Linked DNA regions of Mus musculus: region 2 is linked to region 1. A link is a contact called in public Micro-C data. All regions are on one chromosome and are shown on one strand. The core of a region is the stretch at or near the end of the contact, and the rest is flanking DNA. Distances in the headings are between cores, read along the strand shown.

Evidence for each region. Hi-C and Micro-C count contacts between places; a contact is called where the count stands out from the background.
Region 2: a Micro-C map of embryonic stem cells shows a contact between it and region 1, with 7 times the contacts expected there. The contact joins the promoter of Sox6os here to the promoter of Spon1 in region 1. A contact is called at or near these places in 1 of 39 promoter capture datasets (liver) and 2 of 484 Hi-C or Micro-C datasets (both in embryonic stem cells).

Annotation. Positions count from the first base shown.
Region 1 is chr7:113,764,226-113,769,555 of GRCm38.p6, forward strand. Spon1 (spondin 1, (f-spondin) extracellular matrix protein) reads left to right here and starts at 1,773. Exons shown (of 16, transcript NM_145584.2): 1 at 1,773-2,341. The coding sequence starts at 2,104.
Region 2 is chr7:116,028,380-116,033,594 of GRCm38.p6, forward strand. Sox6os (SRY (sex determining region Y)-box 6, opposite strand) reads left to right here and starts at 3,600. Exons shown (of 2, transcript NR_152104.1): 1 at 3,600-3,788; 2 at 3,941-4,171. The region is part of intron 1 of Sox6 (SRY (sex determining region Y)-box 6); the gene reads right to left.

The DNA.
Region 1 (5,330 bases), core at 523-3,022:
ATGGATGGATGGATGGATGGATAGATGGTTAGATTGATGATAAATGGATAGATGATTGGATGGATGGATGATGGATGGATGGATAGATGGTTAGATTGATGATGGATGGATGGATGGATGGATGATGGATAGATGATGAATGGATGGATGATGGATGGATAGATGATAGATGGATGAATGGATGATGGATGGATGGATGGTTGGTTGGTTGATGGATGATGGATGAATGGGTGTATGTGGAGGAGCAAATCTCTACCCAAGGTATTTGGAAAGAAAGACATGGTGGTTGGATAGATGGATGCATTCAATGAATGATGGATGGGTGGATTGTTGAATGGATGGATGAATTTTTTTCCTGTCTTCTAGTGCTAGGCATAGAGCCTAGATTCAGGTACATGCAACAAAGCTTGCTGGGGGGAATGGGAACCCAAACATGGAGTCAGTCTAGAACCCTGAGTCAGCTGGCTCACTCTACAGTCCAGATCTGAAGATGCACATAGGAGAGAGCTGGTCTGTTGGATCAGAGGCTGAGGTCCAGTTCTCATGCTTTCTCCTAAGGCTGAGAAGTACACAAGGCCTTCCACAAGGCTTATTCCTCAGTGACTTCTGAAAGATAGCATCCAGTTGACGGTGGTAGTACAAGTCACACCATAGGACTGAGGGATCAGTGGTTAGTGGATGGGGTGAGGAATGGAATTTCCAGTATTGATGGCTCTATTGGGCTGTTTGTAATCTAAGAGGAAGAGGAAAGGCGAGTCTGGAAAGTGGACGAAACTGCTTGTTAGATGCAGGCACTTGAGAAGTATTCAAGGCCCTGGGAAGAATAAAGGAGAATAATGCAGCCTTTCAGGGCATTGGGGGCAGGGGAGGCTTGTGTGCAGCAATGGCATTCAGGTATCTTCAAGTAGGGTGTCTCCTGAGGCAAAGTATTCCACATGAGAGATTTTGCCAAATTTCGGCATACACAGCTCTGGTTCAATAGCTGCCGCCCGCTCCTGCCCCATGCTTCCTGGGCAGGGAACACGCTTGGAAAGGATGTCTGACCTAACCTCACAATGGATAAATGACAAGGCTGAGGCAGAGAGACATTGAGAGAGATTCCGGCTTATGGCCTCTCCCAAAAACCTGTCCCTGGAGGCTAAGAGCCTGAACTAAATATCTAAGCCAAGAAAACACAGGCCCTTCTTTGAACATTTCAAAATGGCCAGGCTCCTAAGCAATAGACACTTATTTTTGTAAGCCCCCTCCTTCTTAAAACCTCACAGTTTATGATTGCTTAGATACACTGCTGAATAAACTAATATGTAGCAAAAAATATTTTCTTCAATAGTAACTTTTCCTCTTGTTTTAAAAGAAAAACATTTTAAAAAATCTTCAAAATTATGGCCAAGGCATTGTGCCAGCTGCTCTCAGGGCCTAAGTCTCGGGCTCCTTGCTGGTCCTCTAGCGTGATATGTTATATGGTGGCCTGGTAAGAGGCAGCGGGCCAGCACAGCAAAGGTGGCCTGCGGGGATCTGCTTGTCTATAAATAAATGATTACGGTGTGTGGCGCTAGTGCACGTGGTAGACTGATGCCGCCGCGGGGAAACCTTGCAGCAGCGCAGCCTGGCACTGAGTAGGTTTGCAACAAAAGTTAAGTTGGCAGGCTTTCCCTCCTCAGAGCACTGTGGTCCACAGGACCCAAGCTGGAACTGGATACCGAGGAAGCAGCCTCGTTGGTGGCAGGGTAGATTGAGCCAGCACGTGTCTGCGTATCCCGGCTCTCTCCCACCAGACCCTGGGAATCCAGCTTCACAAAACAAACACCAGAGCGCCCGCTAATCGCCAGCTCAGAAACAAAACAGCACTGCGCTGGGGGATCCGGGCGCAAATCAGCCCTCCCTCTTCGCGCTCCTTCGCCACCGCCCGCCCCTCAGCTCCGCTGCTCGGCTCCGCTCAGAGCAGCGCAGCTCCGCAGCCGCCAAAGCGAGGCGGGCACGGTCTCCCCACCGCCAGCGCCACCCGGGCTCCTCCAGGTTTCGCCTCTGCAGCTCCCGTCACTTGGAGCAGGAGTGTCCTGACAGGGTCTGCAACATCCGCATAAAGTTGGGGGGCCCTCGAGGATGAGGCTGTCTCCCGTGTCCCTGAGGCTTAGCCGGGGTCCGGCGCTGCTGGCCCTCGCGCTGCCCCTGGCCGCAGCGCTAGCTTTCTCAGATGAGACCCTGGACAAAGTGACCAAGTCGGAGGGCTACTGCAGCCGCATCTTGCGCGCCCAGGGCACACGGCGTGAGGGATACACGGAGTTCAGCCTCCGCGTGGAAGGCGACCCTGACTTCTATAAGCCAGGAAGCAGCTACCGAGGTGAGTGGAATGGCGTTGGGGACCGGAGATCTAGGAACCCCTAGGGCACTGACCCGAGCAAGGCTGGAGCCGGGAGCGCAGTCCCCGAGTGTACCACGTCTGCGCATCCCAGCCCGGGGCCGTGACCTGGCTGCCCTGAGCCCCTTAGCTGCCAGCTCTATACTATACCCAACAAGACAGTGTCGGGGGAGGAGGGGGCCGTCGGGGAGGCTACAGGCAGGAGAGACAGCCCCGGTCTCCAACGCAGGGTTCCCGAGCCGGGGAATACAGCCGAGCCACACATCACACCAGCCTGGCTGGGAGGGAGCCCGACTTCGCTCCAGCTGTTGGCGAGAGTGAAGTACACACACACATTTCTCCTTATCGCTCTCTGGGGAAGAGGGTACTCTCAGGTGGGTCCCAGGTAGGGCATCTCTTCCCATGGTTTTCATCCTCGAAGGAGAGATACCAGCTTCTAGATCAAGCAGGACTCTCACTTCCTGGATGGGTCCCTAACCAGTCTCAGGTTAGGGGAAGGAGGAACCTGAAGGGTCCACAGAAAGATCCCCGAATTACTCTCTTATGTCCCAGGAGAAGACAGAGACCCTTGGATTTCCAGGACAGGTTTCAATGGCAATAGGGTCCTCAAAAACAAACAAACAAACAAACAAACAAACAACCCAACACGGGTAGTCTCTCAATGGAAGGTGGAATGTGACGATAGAAAACAGACCCAGGATTCCCAGAACGCGATTCTGATTCTGGCGGCCTAGACGCTGTGCGCCCTGGGGATGCCCAGCTTTACGCAGCTCAGTAGAGAGTAGGGCTCAGAGCACAGGGAAAGGCAGTACAAGCAGGTGGGCGATTTCTGGCATGACCAACAGCTAGGCCCACACCCACCTGAAGACTCCAGTCACCTCCTCCTCCATCCTCACACTCCCTGCTTAGTAGGTCTATAGGCTCCCCAGATATCTTTTCCTTTTTCTTTCTTTCTTTCTTTCTTTCTTTTTTTTTTTTTTTTTTTAAACAAGCATTAGCTGGCTGTCCCCAGGCAGGACCCTGGGGAAAATTACTATATTTTACCTAGGGTCTCCTCCAGAGCCCTAAGTCTGCTTGGTGCCTGATGGGGAAGAGCAGATCACTGGAGAACTTGGCGGAAGAACTGGGCTTCCAGCTGCTGCCTTCCTGGTTCCCCCAGAGAGTTGCGAGAGGAAATGGTTGGGAGCACTGGGAGAAAGTTTGGGGCAGTACCAGACCCAGCGACTGCACTTCCCAGAAAGTGGCTTCTGTTTTCCTGGTCGGGTTGGTGGAGTTGTAATTCTCCACTCCAAACTATGCACTCAGGCTCCAGGCACCGACTCCCTCAGCCCCTCAGCCCTTGACCAGGATCGGCTTTGTTCCTTAAGGAGTCCACAAGATCCTTCTTTCCGAAGAAAGATGTTGGATTAAAAAAAAAAAAAAAGCTCCCAGCCAGGGAGGAAGCACACAGCTTGGTGAAAGGAGTCTCAGACCTGGCAGTGCAGGACAAACTGATACTCGCCTAACCTGGGGCAGGTCAGACCAAAAGGCAAGAACGCCTCAGGGCCCCCTGCACACAGTCCTGAGTTAACTGGGAAAGCAGAGGGAAAGGGATGACTGGGAATGAGAGGGCCTGGGTTTAGCAGCTGTGTGACTTCGTGCAAGCCATTTGATTTGCCTGAGCCTGTTTCCTAGCCTGGAAAAAAAAAGCTGTGTTCTCATACAAAGGTGAGTGTGTCAAAGAGACAGCAGGTTCCCAAATATTCATTAGTTTAGGTAGAGTGACTTTTCTTTATTGACTTAAAAATGGGGGTTTTTTGTCTCCGCTCATTGCATTCAGTGTGTGCTCTCTTCTGGTTGAAAAGTTTGTCAACATTCCTCCAGTCCAACTACCAGAGAACAAATGGTTGCCCTTTTCTGGCTCCTCATGAATTTATTTAATGAATGAGTGAATGGTGATTTCTTCATACTTGTCTATGACTATTCTTAATTTAAACCCAAGAAGAGGGCGCTCTCTCTCTCTCTCTCTCTCTCTCTCTCTCTCTCTCTCTCTCTCTCTCTCTCTCTCTCTCTGTGTGTGTGTGTGTGTGTGTGTGTGTTGATTTTGGCTAAGCAGGAACATCCTGGAATCCCCTCTCATACCAGTCCTGTTTGGCTGAGCACACACTTCAGCGCTGGGAGGGAGGCACATTCCACAATCACATGTCCAGAGAAGTTCCAGAAGTTTTAGGTAAAGCCAAGGCCTAGCAGAGATGACCTGAGACCAGACCGGGGCCCTGGACTATACCCTTGAGTTTTGAAATATGGTGATACCTGCTCAGGCTGTAGGTGGGGATAACGTCTTTACTCCCTCCAATGGCCAGGATATCTTGAAATAAAGACCTAGGGAGAGGCATGCTAAAATCTTCTGGGTAGGTGTTCTGTAATTAACACAGCAGTTTCAGAGTTATAAAGAAAAGGCACTAGCTTAGTTTGTGACATTTCCCATTAGATTATAGTTCCTTACAATATCACATTAAAGTAAATTTAGTGTCTTCTCCTAAGTGCCTTGACTCAGGTTTTAGACATTAACATCCCCTGGTGTTCCTCTTGCTTTTTAATCCCCTCCCCCCATTTCAGCATCCATCACCCATCACTGTCCTTGGAATCAATGACTCCTTCTCCTCCCTCCTATCTGTGCCCTTTATTTCAGTCTGTCATCCAATAGCATCTGTGCCCCATTGCCCCCCACCCCATTGCCTTTGGCTATTCTAGACTTGAATAAAAAGGTCCCTATTTTAACAAATTGAATCATGGCGCTTCTTCCCCACAGCCTGGGTGAGTTTGGGGCGGTCATTCAGCCTTCTCCAACTAGCTAGTGCGGGTCTGACTTCCTTTTCTCTCCCACCCCTGCTCCCTACCCTCCCTCCCTCTTCCTCTAGCTGCCCCCCACCCCAGTGCTATAATTGTGCTTTAGAAAGCTCTGAAAGGCCCGCTCTGTTTCTGACCAGAG
Region 2 (5,215 bases), core at 2,350-4,849, 2.3 Mb after region 1:
ATCACAGGCCATCTGCAAATCATCTTCCAGTGTGTTATCTGTGTTTTATCATTTCTAGTACCTGTCTGTGCCTGATATGGTACTGATATGGTGCTCTTAGACACATTTCTAGGGAATTTCTACTTTACTTCAAAAACAGCAATTGATATACATATATGCATCCTCAAACTATGTTTAAGCAAATAGTTCTCTTAAACCCAAACTACAATTTCATAAAATGCTGTTTTTAAGTAGTATATATATATATATATATATATATATATATATATATGATATAAATATAGATATGTGAGTAATATCACTAGTGGGTTAAAATAGCCAATATGAAAAGATAGAAAGTACTAAAAGCCTTAAAGCCAATGTATTACCTTATTCTCAAGAAATACCAATCCTTCCAGGACCTACTGTATTAATTGAAAGAGAATTATATAAAATATTTCAGATTTATAATATTTAAGGTAAATAGGTACAGGAATTTGATCATTGACTTAAAGCCCAATATCTCCTAAAACAAGACAAATAAAAAATTTATATAAAACCTCAATAATGCCACCAAAATTTATCATTATGTTTAAAGTTATATATTTTGAAGCTTTATAAAAGGAAGATTTACTGGTTATATTGACACGTTGTAAATCCTTGCTTTTCCCTTATAAAGAAAAATATCGGTTGTTTTCTGCTGCTACTGAAAAGATGCTTCATAGACAGCATTCTCACAGCACATCACTCCATTTAAGACTGATGCTGAATGCATTAGAGTCAGTTTAAGACACAGGCACATGATAACTGCTTGATAAGTAGTCTCTTAACATTTGTTTTTACAATATATTGTTGAGTATTGTAGTTATGCAATATAGTACAGAATGTATCATACCACATAATTCTAAAACAGCTCAAATATTTGCATTTTAATTAAAAAACATATACTCCAAAAGAGCATTCCTTTTCTTCACTTCACAATAAAATCAACAACGAACCAGATAAAAAATAAACAATAACAAAAAAAACCTTCTCTTCCTGCCATAGTAAGAAATGTGGAAGGGCAGAGGAGAAAGAGGTGTCAGTACTCATGAAGTGACTAAGGGTGTCAGCTTGCCTGAGGAAATACCTGGTCTCTTCCTGGTATCCAGTCCTGATCACTTCATGTCTTTGGCCATAAACTAGATCCAATGACTTCTAGTGCACACTGGCTTTCAAAATGTGAACCATTTAGTGGAGTGTTTCCTTTTCTTAAGAACAGGAGCAATATAACATTTCTTATAAGGTCTCTCAAATATTGAGAAGAAATCTACATGTCATTGTGCCTCTCCACATGCTCATGTATGTGCATACAACAAAGACCCTCTGGAAAATGCATCAATAAAAATTCCCAGGCTGAGAGAACAGAAACTTCAGCTCTAACCTTGGTCATGCTATAAGAAAAGACTGTACTGGCTTCCATCGAAGCAAGAGAAACTTAGTAAGCCCCAGCTTCTCATCACAGAACCCCTGCTGCTGAGAAAGCTAACTGTCCCACTAGACCTGTGCAAGGTTTCGGGGAAGTGTTTGCTCATTTGTTTTGAAATTACAGAGAATCTTTCCAGTACTATATCTGAGAGACCTAGAAGCAAGGGAAGAAGGCAAATTGATGTCAGTGCCTAATTCTGAGTGCTGAATTCCACAGCGAGTGCCCAGGGTGGCAGAGGGATGACAGAGGAAAGGTCATGTTTGAAGCTGCACAAGTCTGGTCTGCACAGGGCCACAAGCCTTAAAGCTGGCCTCAGGCTAGGATGTCCCGGGAAGCTCAACAGGAAACTAGCATCCATCTGAGCAGACAGGGAGACAAAGCTCTGCTCTAAGAACCCCAAGCTGAACAGGAATGAGAAGGGAAACAACAGATCTGCCCAGCTCCCAGGTCCACTAGCAGCCCCAAGCAACTAGGCCTGAAGCGGGAGCAGAAACTACAATCAGGCACTGACACTAAATTATTGTGATAGACCTCTGAGAGTGGGGGAAGCAGGGAGACAAGTGAGCAGATCTGAAGTCTCTTCCCAAGCCAAGTCACACAGTGCCAAGACTGGCTGATCCCAATAGATGAGTGCACACAGAGTGTTTGAGCAGATTCTCCAGGGCAGCATGTGGGTAGGATGTGGCCAGGTTTGTTCTGTTTCCCCTTTCCCCATCCAGTCTGCAACCTGCCGCTGATGTTGGGTACCTTCTCCTAACCAGCACTTGCCCCTTAGCTGAAAACTACGAAAAACTGGAGAAGGAGAAAAGGCAAAAATCAAAAGCGAGATTTCATGGTCAGTCTTCCTAGCCAGGGCCTCTCCAGGCTCTCCTGGCCGGTTAGGCTTCCCTTGGGAATCCTGTAATCCAGAGCTGAACTGAGCTACTCAAGTCAGCCAAGCCCGTGCCTATGGGCCTTGGGGATGAGGTGCTGAGTACGCAGGCTAATTATACATGTGGCATTTGGGCAGCCAACTGTCCAGTTGACACCTTACCTTATGAGGAAGCGTCCTCCCCACCAACTGTTCAAAACAAAATGCCATCTCGGGATCAGCTTCGCCTGCTCTGGGCCGGTTCAGGGTTCCCTCTCCTACCGCCTCTCGCCTCTCCAACCTAACACAAGAATGTGGCCTAGGGAGGCCAGTCGCAGGCAGGCAGGCCCGCCAGGGTTGGGGGGACAGGCGGGGCGGGCCTTGCCAGGTGTCTGTCCTGTCCCCCCTCACTGTGGACCAGCTCGGGAACGTAACCACTTGACCTTTTTATTCACCGAACCCACCTTCTAGAAATAGACTGGGCGGGGCTGTGTCTGTTCTCGGACCAGGGGGAAAACCCGGACATGTGACTACAAAGGACAGAAGAGAGGAGACCCTGGTGGGCGGGGGGAAGGGGCATTCTCTCCACTGGGTTGCTGGCTGGGCGGTTCCGTGAGGGCCAAAAGCCAAGCCACTGGAGTTCACCCTGGAGCCCAGCGTCCAGGACCGAGAAGTCACCAGAACTCCCTCTCAGACATTGAAACTGGAGGTCCGGAGCCCAATCTATTGTGCCGCTGGGACAGTTTCGGACTATCTTGAGACTGAAACTTCAAGTGCGGCCCTTACAGGAGGCAACTCGCAGAAGCAGCCTAGAACAGCCCATCTTGCTAACTAGCAGCCCTGCCAGCCCAGTAAATGACTTATTTTAGACCACAAACTGGAGTCGCTGCCGATAACTGGTCATTCACACAAACAAACATTTTCAAACTTGGTCAGAGTCAGACAAGCTTAAATAAAACTCATAATACGCCGGAAACGACCACCTTTTATCTATCCGAACACACCAATTCTTTTTATCTTAAAGCTGCGCGGACCCGGAGCCAGTCTGTCCTCCGCAGAGCCCGGCCGTTCCTTTGCATTTGCAGCAGTTCAGCCCCAGCAGCCTTTGCACAAACCCGGGTCCTTCTTCGTACTGCCCTTTAAGGGAGAAAGCCGAAAGCAGCTCCCCCGGGGCAGGCGAGCCTCGCCAACACCGCCTCCCGCCCAGGGCCCAGCCGGTGCTCCGAACATCGGCCCGCAGCGGGCAGCCAGTAGCGGGCCGGGCAGAGAGCCTAGAGGGACGAAGGTTGCGGGTCAGGCTCTGAGCCGAGGGTGCCGGCTGAAGCGCAGAGGACCTGGAAGCCGAACCCGCGCGAGCCTTACGGGGCTGTCCCTCGCCCACGCCGTCAGCGGGCCAGCCTGCGCAGCAAGCGTGCTGAGCAAAAAGGACCACCGTTGGGTTGCAAACTGCCTTGGAGTTCGGTTTGTGTACTGCTGAGAGGACCATTAAAAGTAAAGTGCAATAGTGGAGGGAGCAAGGGGAACTGGAACTCGAGCGTCCCGGGAAAGTCGTGGGAAGCCCCGGTGGTGGAGGGCGAGGAGGGAGCGCGCGGCTTCTAGCCACCCGGGTTTTCTTTAATCCTCCGGGTAAATTTCACCCCTAGCGCGGAGAGCTACGAAGATCCTGGAGTCCCGCCCGCCCTAGGCCAGCGTCAACCCCACAACTAGCCAACGATCCCAGTCCGAAATGGGGGAGGTTCAGAAGCCCTGCGGGTCCTCCCGGCCCCTGAGCCACAGCCTGGCTAACACTGACGCCTCTTAGAACTGCGGCGGCGCAGTCACACGGCAAATCGACACTTTTCAAGAAAACAAAATATTCATTCTCTAACAAAACTAACTTCGCATTGAGTTTCTATTGGGGGAGAGGGGTTAACTCGGCCCTAAAGGAAGCCCGTTTTGTCCAGGTTAGATTTTGTCTACTTATGGATCAGCCGTTGGGTGAGGGTTTAATTTATGGCTTATGCATTCTTTTAAGGTCGATTTACATGACCTCCGGCTACAACTAAGATTGCCGAAGAGGGCACTCCAGTCGTCAGTCGGCCAAACCCACAATTACAACAGCCCTCCCCCACCTTCTGTGGCTCAGACTCCCCTGGCAATCTAAACTGTTCTCTCTCTCTCTCTCTCTCTCTCTCTCTCTCTCTCCCTCTCCCCCCTCTCCCCCCTCTCCCCTCTCCCCTCTTCCCCCTCTCCCCTCTCTCCCCTCTCTCCCTCTCCCCATCCTTTCCTCCTCCACCTTTCTCTTGTTTCTTCTTTTTTATGACTTTACTTTTTGATATTATGAATAACATAAAATATCACTTTGAAAGTTTCGCTAAAACTTTCTCAAAACCCAAGCAAGCATGCCGCGATGAAAGATCCAGTGTTCACAAAGCCCTCAAGATGTTGCCCTCTTGTGGGTACAAAGGGCATTGCCATCCAAGAGCCCCATCTGAACCCTAAGCTGGAGAATAGAAAGAGCGAGGGAAAGGGAGAGAGGGGAGGAAGAGGAGAGAGAGGGGAGGGGGAGGGAGAAGGAGAGAGAGAGAGAGAGAGAGAGAGAGAGAGAGAGAGAGAGAGAGAGAGAGAGAGAGAGAGAGAGAGAGAGAAACACTAACACAACACAGTAGGCACACCAACTTCTTCCATCCCACACTTGTGCGAACTTCCATGAAATACCTACCTCGAACTTTACGGAGACTTAACAATTCACTCTCTAAGCCACCTGACTTCTTTTTCATCTCATTCCCACTTCTATAGATTATCTACTTGGGGAGGCGAAGGTGGAGGAATTAGGTGGGCCAAGAGGGCAGACAGATTTCCGGACGAATACTTGCGATGGCGATAACACTTCTGCTGTCAAAGGTGGCTTTGGCTGTCTCTCCCTGCCCTTTTGCCTC